2 separate regions of the Macaca mulatta genome follow, and region 2 is linked to region 1. A link is a contact called in public Hi-C data. All regions are on one chromosome and are shown on one strand. The core of a region is the stretch at or near the end of the contact, and the rest is flanking DNA. Distances in the headings are between cores, read along the strand shown.

Region 1 (4,324 bases), core at 1,109-3,608:
TTCTTTCAATGGTGTTTCAACACTGATGAGGAAAGAAAATTATTATACTTCCCAGCCAGAGCCGCTGTGTATGTGGAGTTTTCATGTTCTCCCCATGTCAGCGTGGAGTTTCCTCCAAGTATTTCAGTTTCCTCTCACATCCCAAAGATGTGTATGTTAGGCTCATTGGCCTATCTAAATGGTCTCAGAATGAGTGAGTGTGTGTGTGTGAGTAAGCACGCTCTTCAATGGAACGGCCTCCTGTGCGGGGCTGGCTCCTGCCTTGAGCCCTGAGCTGCCAGGACAGGCTCCAGCCACCCTCAACCCTGAACTGGAATGATTAGGTAAATAATTATCTTATTTGTTTTTATTAGTCTTTCTTAAATACATATTTTTATTAATCTTTCTTAAATATATATGGCATTTCCTATATATATTTATTAAATATATATTTAAGACATTTCTTAAATATATATATTTAATATATATAGAGCTCACAGTTATTTCAATGTTTAATATTAAAGGTGTTTTGGTGTTTATTTGTAAGTTTGGCAATGTTTTTGTGACCAGAAATATGTTATAAGAACTTAACTCTCATATATATCAATTAGATCATGGTAAAATTGGTTTTCTTGTAAGTCATTTTGCTTAAAGTCGCAGTTTCCAAGAACCTACTGACAGACATTAAGTGAGGACTTATTGTACTTAGCTTGTTATCAGCTGTTTGGAGCAAGTGCTGTTACTGGTGGAGTCATCTTTCCCTCTGGGGCAAATGGAGCCACTCACCACCATTTACTGGATATGCATCCCCCAATTCCTGTGAAGGCAGAGCTGGATAATTAAAAAGAATGGGTGAAGTGGGCATAGTGGCATGAAACCGTAGTTCCAGCTATTTGGGAGGGTGAGGTGGGAGGACAGCTTGAGCTCAGGAGTTGGAGACCAGCTTGAGCAACATAGAAGAATGAACTAATGAATTAATTAAACAGTGGGTGAGCAGGAAAGGTGACAGGAATTTAGGTCTGATTTAGACATGGAGGGCATAAATGGACTATTGTAAAAAAAAAAAAAAACAAACCCCAGGTCTAATTCTTTGCATATTATTACTGTTCTGCCTAATTTACGGAGTTGAGGTGAGGAATTTTATTTAAGTAAGTTACTTATTCAAGTAAGTTTATTTATTTTTTATTTTTTGTTTTTTGAGACATGGTATGACTCTATTGCTCAGGCTGGAGTGCGTTTGCTCAATCATAGCTCATCAGAACCTCAAACTCCTGGGCTCAAGCGATCCCCTGCCTCAACCTCCTGAGTAACAGGGACTACAGGCCCATGCTACCATGCCCTGCTAATTAAAACAAATTTTTTGTAGAGATAGGGGTCTCACTATGTTGCCCAGGCTGGTCTTGAACTTGTAGTCTCAAGCAATCCTCCTGCCTCAGCCTCCAAAGCATTGAGGTTACAGGTATGAGCCACCACCCCCAGCCTCAAGTTAAGTTTAGAAGATAATCACCAATCAAGTATTTTAAATAGCAGTGGCTTAAATATAAATAGTAAAAACACAAAATATTAATAATGGCAAAGCTACTCCATAAAGTGAAAAGGGCAATGAATTGGGAAGTCAGAAATCTCTAGCTCCATCCATTTATGACAAAACTTAAGACTTCATATGTGCCAGATGCTGGAGACTCCAAGGTGAATACTAAACGCTTGCTATGGGAAAACAACTTGGTCTTTTCTTGAACCTTCTCACTTGGCAAGTGGAAGCTCACTTGGCTTTGTTTTGAATTAGCTTGAATTAAAAATGTTCAACTAGACTGAAACACATCAAATATATAAAATTCTAGTACTTCATTAAAACACAATTTACTACTTTTGGAGGTTGCTAGGCATTACTATTATTCTAAAAACTGATAAAAGGGGAAAAAATAAAGCATCTATCCTGCCTTTCCTGCATAATCTATCTGTATTTCAGGTAACCGAAGAGTTGTTGAGAGAAAAAAAAATACAAAATACATCACTGAGATTAGTTGAGAGCTAAAACTTCTGATAAACATTATCTGTTTGTCTACCTCAGGGGACACTTGAAAAGAGGCTGTCAAGGGATTAAAGGGAAAGCAAGCGCTTAGTGGGCTGCAAAAACACTCGTTAGGTCTAAGGTCGCATTCTGGCTCCAGAATGCCAGGGCTGCTGGGGCGGGCAGGAGCTGACAGCTCTTCCGTATCTGGGGCTCACAAGCATCAGGTGCATGGCAGGTCACCCTCCCGGCCAAGGGTGTTAAGCAGGCTCGCCTGAGTTCTGGGTGCGGCCCGCCTACCTTTCCAGTCTCTGCAGCAGCAACCCCAGTCCCCTCTACGGCTAGCAACCGAGAATGGGAAACCGCGAAAAAGACACGCTGCGGCAGGCCACGCCCAGAGCAGGCCTGCGCGTACCACCGCCCACTTCCGGCCGCGGGAGCTGGGGGAGGGGCCGAGCGCTGCGCAGGGCTCAGACGTGTGGCGAGGGGCTGCCCCCTGCCGGCAGCGAGCGGCGGGACCCGCGGGCCGCTTCTCGGACGACGACCCTGCCGCGCTTGCGGCCCTCTGCACCCTCCTCAGCAGCCCTGCGACAAGGCCCGGCTCCTGCTGCGATTATATTATTTTTATTTTTAACTCACAATTTCCTCTGGCCCTCAAAATGTTTTTTTGTTTGCGGGCAAGAGGGAGTTAGAGGAGGGTAAAAAAGACTTTGAATGTGAGGCAAAGATGGAGGAAGGCGTCCAGGACCCAGACTGGGACAGTGATGAAACCGTGATAGAGGGTTCAGTGACGGAGAGCGACCTGGAAGAAAAGGAGCTGCGCTGGAGAAGGTGACCATCATTAGGGCCACAGTGCCCGAACCCTCGCGCCAGGGCGGCCCAGGGGCCCTCTGAGAGGGTCAGAGTTTTGAGTGGAGATGATGACCAGAACATGTGCTTGTGGGCAGGATCAGAGCCTTGTGGGGCAGGCGTGCCTGAGCTGAGAGCTCGTAAATAAGCAACCACAGTCTGTCACCACCTACCCCCAACCAGCTAGGGACAAAATGAGTTTTGTACTAGGTGGCTTTGTAGCATTTTTCAAAAGGCGTTCCTTTTTGGGGGCTTTAAGTCTTTTTGCACAAGCAAAAAAGATCTGGGGTCTGAACTTAACTGCATTTTGCTTCAAGAGACTTGTAGCTCAGTTCTGGGAAAATGGGTAACGGTTTCTCTCAAGAAAAAGGATGCGTGAGGCCGGGCGCGGTGGCTCACGCCTGTAATCCCAGCACTTTGGGAGGCCGAGGCGGGCGGATCACAAGGTCAGGAGATCAAGACCATCCTGGCTAACACGGTGAAACCCCGTCTCTACTAAAAAATACAAAAAATTAGCCGGGCGAGGTGCCGGGCGACTGTAGTCCCAGCTACTCGGGAGGCTGAGGCGGGAGAATGGCGTAAACCCGGGAGGCGGAGCTTGCAGTGAGCTGAGATCAGGCCACAGCACTCCAGCCTGGGTGACAGAGCGAGACTCCGTCTCAAAAAAAAAAAAAAAAAAAAAAAATTCATTCATAGTTTTTGGTTGTAATGAGAAATAGGCAGAGGTTGCAGTAAGCCAAAATGACTCCACTGCACACCAGCCTGGACGACAGAGTGAGACTGCATCTCAAAAAAAAATAACAAAATAAAAGTACCAGCAAGACTTTCTGTTGAACTAGACAACTGATTCCAAAGTTTGTATGGTAAAATAATTAAAAGCAATTAGGAAAAGTCTGAAAAATAAGAACAATAAGGAGGTAATGACCTACAGGATATTAAAATATTTTCTGATATAAAATATTTTAAATATGATACTGGCACATAAAGTGACAGATCAATAAACAGCATAAAAGCCCCCAAAATAAAATCACATACATATGGGAATTTAGTATATTAAAGAGGTGGCATCTCAAACCGGTGAGGAAATGATGGGATTTTTCAAAAAATGATATTGGGACAATGAAGGATATATGTAGAAAATAGTTTAGTTGAATCCATACTTTACACTGTGCTCCAAAAAAAATTCCATATGAATCAAAGATTTAAATGTTAAAAAAAAAAAAAGTATTACAAGAAGCCAAGGAGGGATTATTTTATAACTGTGGAGGAAGAAAGGCATAATTATAATACAAAACTCAAAAAATTTCAATTATCAAGATTACAAACACATATACTCTTTGACACAGTGCTTCTATTTTTAGAAAATAGTTTTACCTCTGTCCTCCAACATATATACACTTAGAAAATATCTCTGAAAGGGTTACAGAACAAACACCTTGGTTGCCTGTGGGAAAGAAAGTTTATATTTGAGGGGACAGGGAGATG
Region 2 (4,324 bases), core at 1,036-3,535, 98 kb before region 1:
GTAACCTATGTGCAATTTTGTTTAACCTTCATGTTACTAATTCCCATTTGTCTTGACCACCAAGTTTATCGTAAGTTCTGGAAGAACACTACAACAAAGCAGGCCTGCAAAATCCAGTCTATGCCCAAAGTAATGTCCAGGCCTTTGCTAGATTATCTCTAAATTGCAAAATGCCTTTCATTGCATGGAGACGAAAATAAATTCATAAGTAAACAAAAAGTACATTCTCTACCTTGTGGGACGCCGAAAACATGCACATTTAGTATAGCCCAGAAATAAATGTTTCCTAGGACTCTGCAGGACCATGTCTAAGAAGGCATATCCTCAAATCCTGAAATATTTCAAACGACTACTTAAGAATGAAGTACATCGACCTCCTCCTACTGCAGAAATTAACTGTTCTATATTTTTATCTCCAAGATACAGTTTTCCTAAAAGAACATCAGCACCAAGGAGACTACGCCCCTTACCAAAAAAAAAAAAAAGAAGAAGAATCTTTTGAGTCCTTGTGCGAATCCCCACGTTGGGTTCCGCATCCTCTCAAGCCGTTCTCCTGTAAATAACCGGACACATCTACACCAATCCACGGTTCTTTATGGCTCTAAGTTAGTTAGCAGCATTTACAGAGATCTTTCCCGTCACGTAAAAGAAAGGAGCTAACGAACAGCAGCTCCTGGGCGTGAATGCCCGGATCCAGCAGGCGCGCTTCTCCCGTCTGCCCTGCGAGCTGCCAACCCAGAAGCCCCACAGACCCCTAGCATTTCTCGAATCCAGGGGCCTCCGAGGTCACCCTGCCTGACACCCTTTCTGCCCCGATTATCGCGACAATGCAGCCAGCACTGCCTACTTTGAACACGGCCGATGAACGCGGCTACGCCCCGCGGGTCCACAGATGATGACCGCAGTCACCAAGAGGCCAGACCGCCGCCCGCCTCTCAAGCCCAGTTCGGGACCCTGGGTTCCTCCGGCACTGGTGCCGGTCGCCGCTCGGCCTGCCGGGCCTCAAGGACATTCCTTGCAGTCCCCGCGGGTCCGGGCCGCCACACCAACAAAGCGCAACCGCAGCACCCTCCAGGTCCGCAGGAGCTGCCGGCAGCCACTTCCCAGGGCCGAGGGAAGCTCCAGAATTGCCACCAAAATAGCCCAAACCCCGCTCCCACCCATCTCGCCCCGCTCCCCGCCGCCCCGGCCCCGCTTCTCGGCCACCACCCGCCTCACCTCCAGATCTCACTAGAGGCCACCAAACCCCGGCGCCGGTGCTCCGCCCGTCTCCAGTCAACGGAGACACGGAGCGGAAGGAACACTCGCCTTACGCACGCGTGGAGCCGGACGAGCCTTCGACCAATAAAAGAGGATCGTTCGATTGTCTAGCCAATCGCCTGGGGGCTGCTCGGCCTGACGGCGCTACGTCACGAACGGTCGCCTTAACAACCGCCCACAGCTCTCTGCAGGGCCAAGAACAGGCACCGCACCATCTCTCACCACGGCCCGGCCAACCAATAGCCGTTCGAGTCCCAGCAGTAGGGCCTGCCTATTGGCCCTAGAGCCGTGGGGGCGCAAGCATGGCAGCTGCCTAGGCGAAGGCGATAGGGGACCTGGCGGGTGGAGTGTCCCACAGCCCCAGGGCCTGACCCGTGGTCGTCCTGGCTGTGAGAGTACAGTGGGAGGCAGTTATAGGAAGCAGAATTGAGCGTGAGGGAAAACGCAGGGTCAGGTCGATGACTGAAAGCTCAGTTACTAGCGCGGGAGAGATGGAGGGAAGTGGAGGCGGCCATGAAAAAAAGAGGAGTATAAAAAAGGGAAGGTGGCAGCGACGGGCACCTCAAACCTATAACTGGCCGGTAGCCGAAACCAGCGGTTTCCCGAGATTTACCCGTTAGTGTAAATGGCTCCGGTTACCTGCATCTCTCTGTCTCGTGTAGGACATCCATTGCATGCTGGATTCTCTCTGAAATGTGCCTCTCCTGCGTCTTCTCTGCGTTCCTTCTGCTCTCCACCTGGTGCAGGGCTTTATTATCTCTTACTTAAAACAGTGCAATAGCCTCTCCAAACTGGTCTTCCCAGTCTTGGACGCATTCACTTTCCAACCTCTCTTGCACAACTCCCACACGCAGTATGTGGCATACTACTTCCTATTATGCCATAGACCCAGATCAGCGTTTCTCATTGTCTACTGGATTAAAGAAAGAACCTGTCACCACTAATATGGCCCCACCATACATTTCTGACGTATCTCTACTTTCCTGTGCGAACCTTACAGTTCAACCAGGAGTAACTGGCCCTTCTTCAGTCACACTCAGTACCTTTTTACCTCCCTGCTTATGTTCTCTTTGTTTACCTTGGATATGCCTACCCATTTAAACTTGAGATCCTAAATATCCCTTAAGGGCTTTTTCATATACCACCTCCTTTTCTAATTCCCTCAAACACATCATCACTGCCGACCTTGAAAACCCATAAAATTTCCGTAATATTTTTTGACTTGCCTTACTATCGTATGTGGAAATGTATTAAGGACAGGAATAGTATTTCACTCAATTTTTAAAGCCCATATTTTGAAACAGTACCAGGAAAACACTAAACACTCCCTAGTTTTAATAAATGATTATAGATTGTTATAATCCTTATATAATAGGTATTATTCCCATTTTACAAAACAGTAAAAATTAAAGTTTGTCAAGCAACTTGCTGTGGATCACATAATGAGTAAAACTGGAATTTGAACCCAGATCTAATGCTTACGCTGGTTCTACTGTTCCCCACTGCTTCCGTGTAAGACCTTCATTCATATCTCTTTACCAAATGTTGTGCCTTTGAAATGCTCATTATGTGGATTACACTGTGGTTGGCATGGGAGATATAGTGACAAACATGACAGATATGGTGCCTGCCTTTATGAACCTTGCACAGTAAAGAGAACAGGTGAACTACCCGAAGATTGCAGTGTTCTCTTAGCAGCCTTGTCAAAAGAGAGAGAGAGAGAGAGAGAGAAAAGTGTATAAGTACCAAGAGCCTAGAAGCTGTCATATTTTTAATGCTGCTACAAGTCTCAAGGGCCAAATATCTCAGAAGTTACTGAATGTACACATGCCTACTAATGTAATTCAAATAAGGACTATAAAGCTGTTACCAAAACAGGCTTTAGCCCAAGATTTAGAAATTTTCATTCCCAAACTGCCTAATTGAGAACTCCAATAGTAATATGAGTTCAAAAGCAAGCAATAAAGAAACGCCAGTTGTCTAGTTTTATGGTCTTAAAATAAATTCTATATCATTCCCAAAAGGTATTTCAAAGGAATCTTTATAGCACTTTACTAATAATTTGTACTTAGTGATAAATCACAAAATTTGGTATGGACACAACTTAGAAAGGGAGGGTGGGGTAGGCGCCAAGGAAGTCTATGCGCCGCTTCCTCGTATGTATTTAACCATTCAAACAAAGAGTTTATAAAAGTATAATTTTTTTATTTTTATTTTTTGAGACAGAGCCCAGGTTGGTGTGCAGTGACACGATCTTAGCTCACTGAAACCTCTGCCTTCTGGGTTCAGCGATTCTCTTGCCTCAGCCTCCTGGATAGCTGGGATTACACGGGTGCACCACCAAGCCCAGCTTACACACACACACACACACACACACACACACATATATATATAAAATTTGTATATTTATATATATATATATATATATTTTTTTTTTTTTTTTTTTTTTTTTGAGACAGAGTCTTGCTCTGTCACCCAGGCTGGAGTGCAGTGGCGTGATCTCGGCTCACTGCAAGCTCCGCCTCCTGGGTTCACGCCATTCTCCTGCCTCAGCCTCACGACTAGCTAGGACTACAGGCGCCCACCACCACGCCCGGCTAATTTTTTGTAGTTTTAGTAGAGACGATGTTTCACCATGTTGGCCAGGCTGGTCTCAGCTCCTGACCTCAAGAGACCCGCCCGCCTCAGCTTTCCAAAGTGCTGGGATTACAGGTGTGAACTACCGCACCCCCCCTAAAAGTATAATGTTAAGAGCCCCTTTAAAAGTAATGAATGACCCGCATTGCCATCTTAATCCATCACCTTTACCGTTTACATACATAAATATGTTAGGCTTCCAACCTTCACATTTTTGGTTTTAGTCGTCATGAGTCTTGCTTAAAGATGGGGAATTATAACAGCAGCAATAATACTAAAACAAATATTTACATTGCTGTTTCTATGTCAGCCACTTGTCTAAGTGCTTTTGATATATTAACTCCTTTTATTAAAAGTCCACTGAGGAAAACAATAGTAGAATCTGCATTTTACAAATGATGAAGCTACAGAAACAGAGAAGTTAAGT

The links. Hi-C and Micro-C count contacts between places; a contact is called where the count stands out from the background.
Region 2: a contact with region 1 is called in a Hi-C map of liver, with 5 times the contacts expected there. The contact joins the promoter of HMGCR here to the promoter of ANKRD31 in region 1. A contact is called at or near these places in 4 of 14 Hi-C or Micro-C datasets (CD4 T cells, blood, fetal cortex germinal zone and 1 more).

Annotation. Positions count from the first base shown.
Region 1 is chr6:81,634,108-81,638,431 of T2T-MMU8v2.0, reverse strand. It overlaps ANKRD31 (ankyrin repeat domain 31), which reads left to right and starts at 2,358. Exons shown (of 24, transcript XM_078004866.1): 1 at 2,358-2,821. The coding sequence starts at 2,718.
Region 2 is chr6:81,731,793-81,736,116 of T2T-MMU8v2.0, reverse strand. It overlaps HMGCR (3-hydroxy-3-methylglutaryl-CoA reductase), which reads right to left and starts at 2,285. Exons shown (of 20, transcript XM_002804417.4): 1 at 1,900-2,285. The coding sequence starts at 1,936.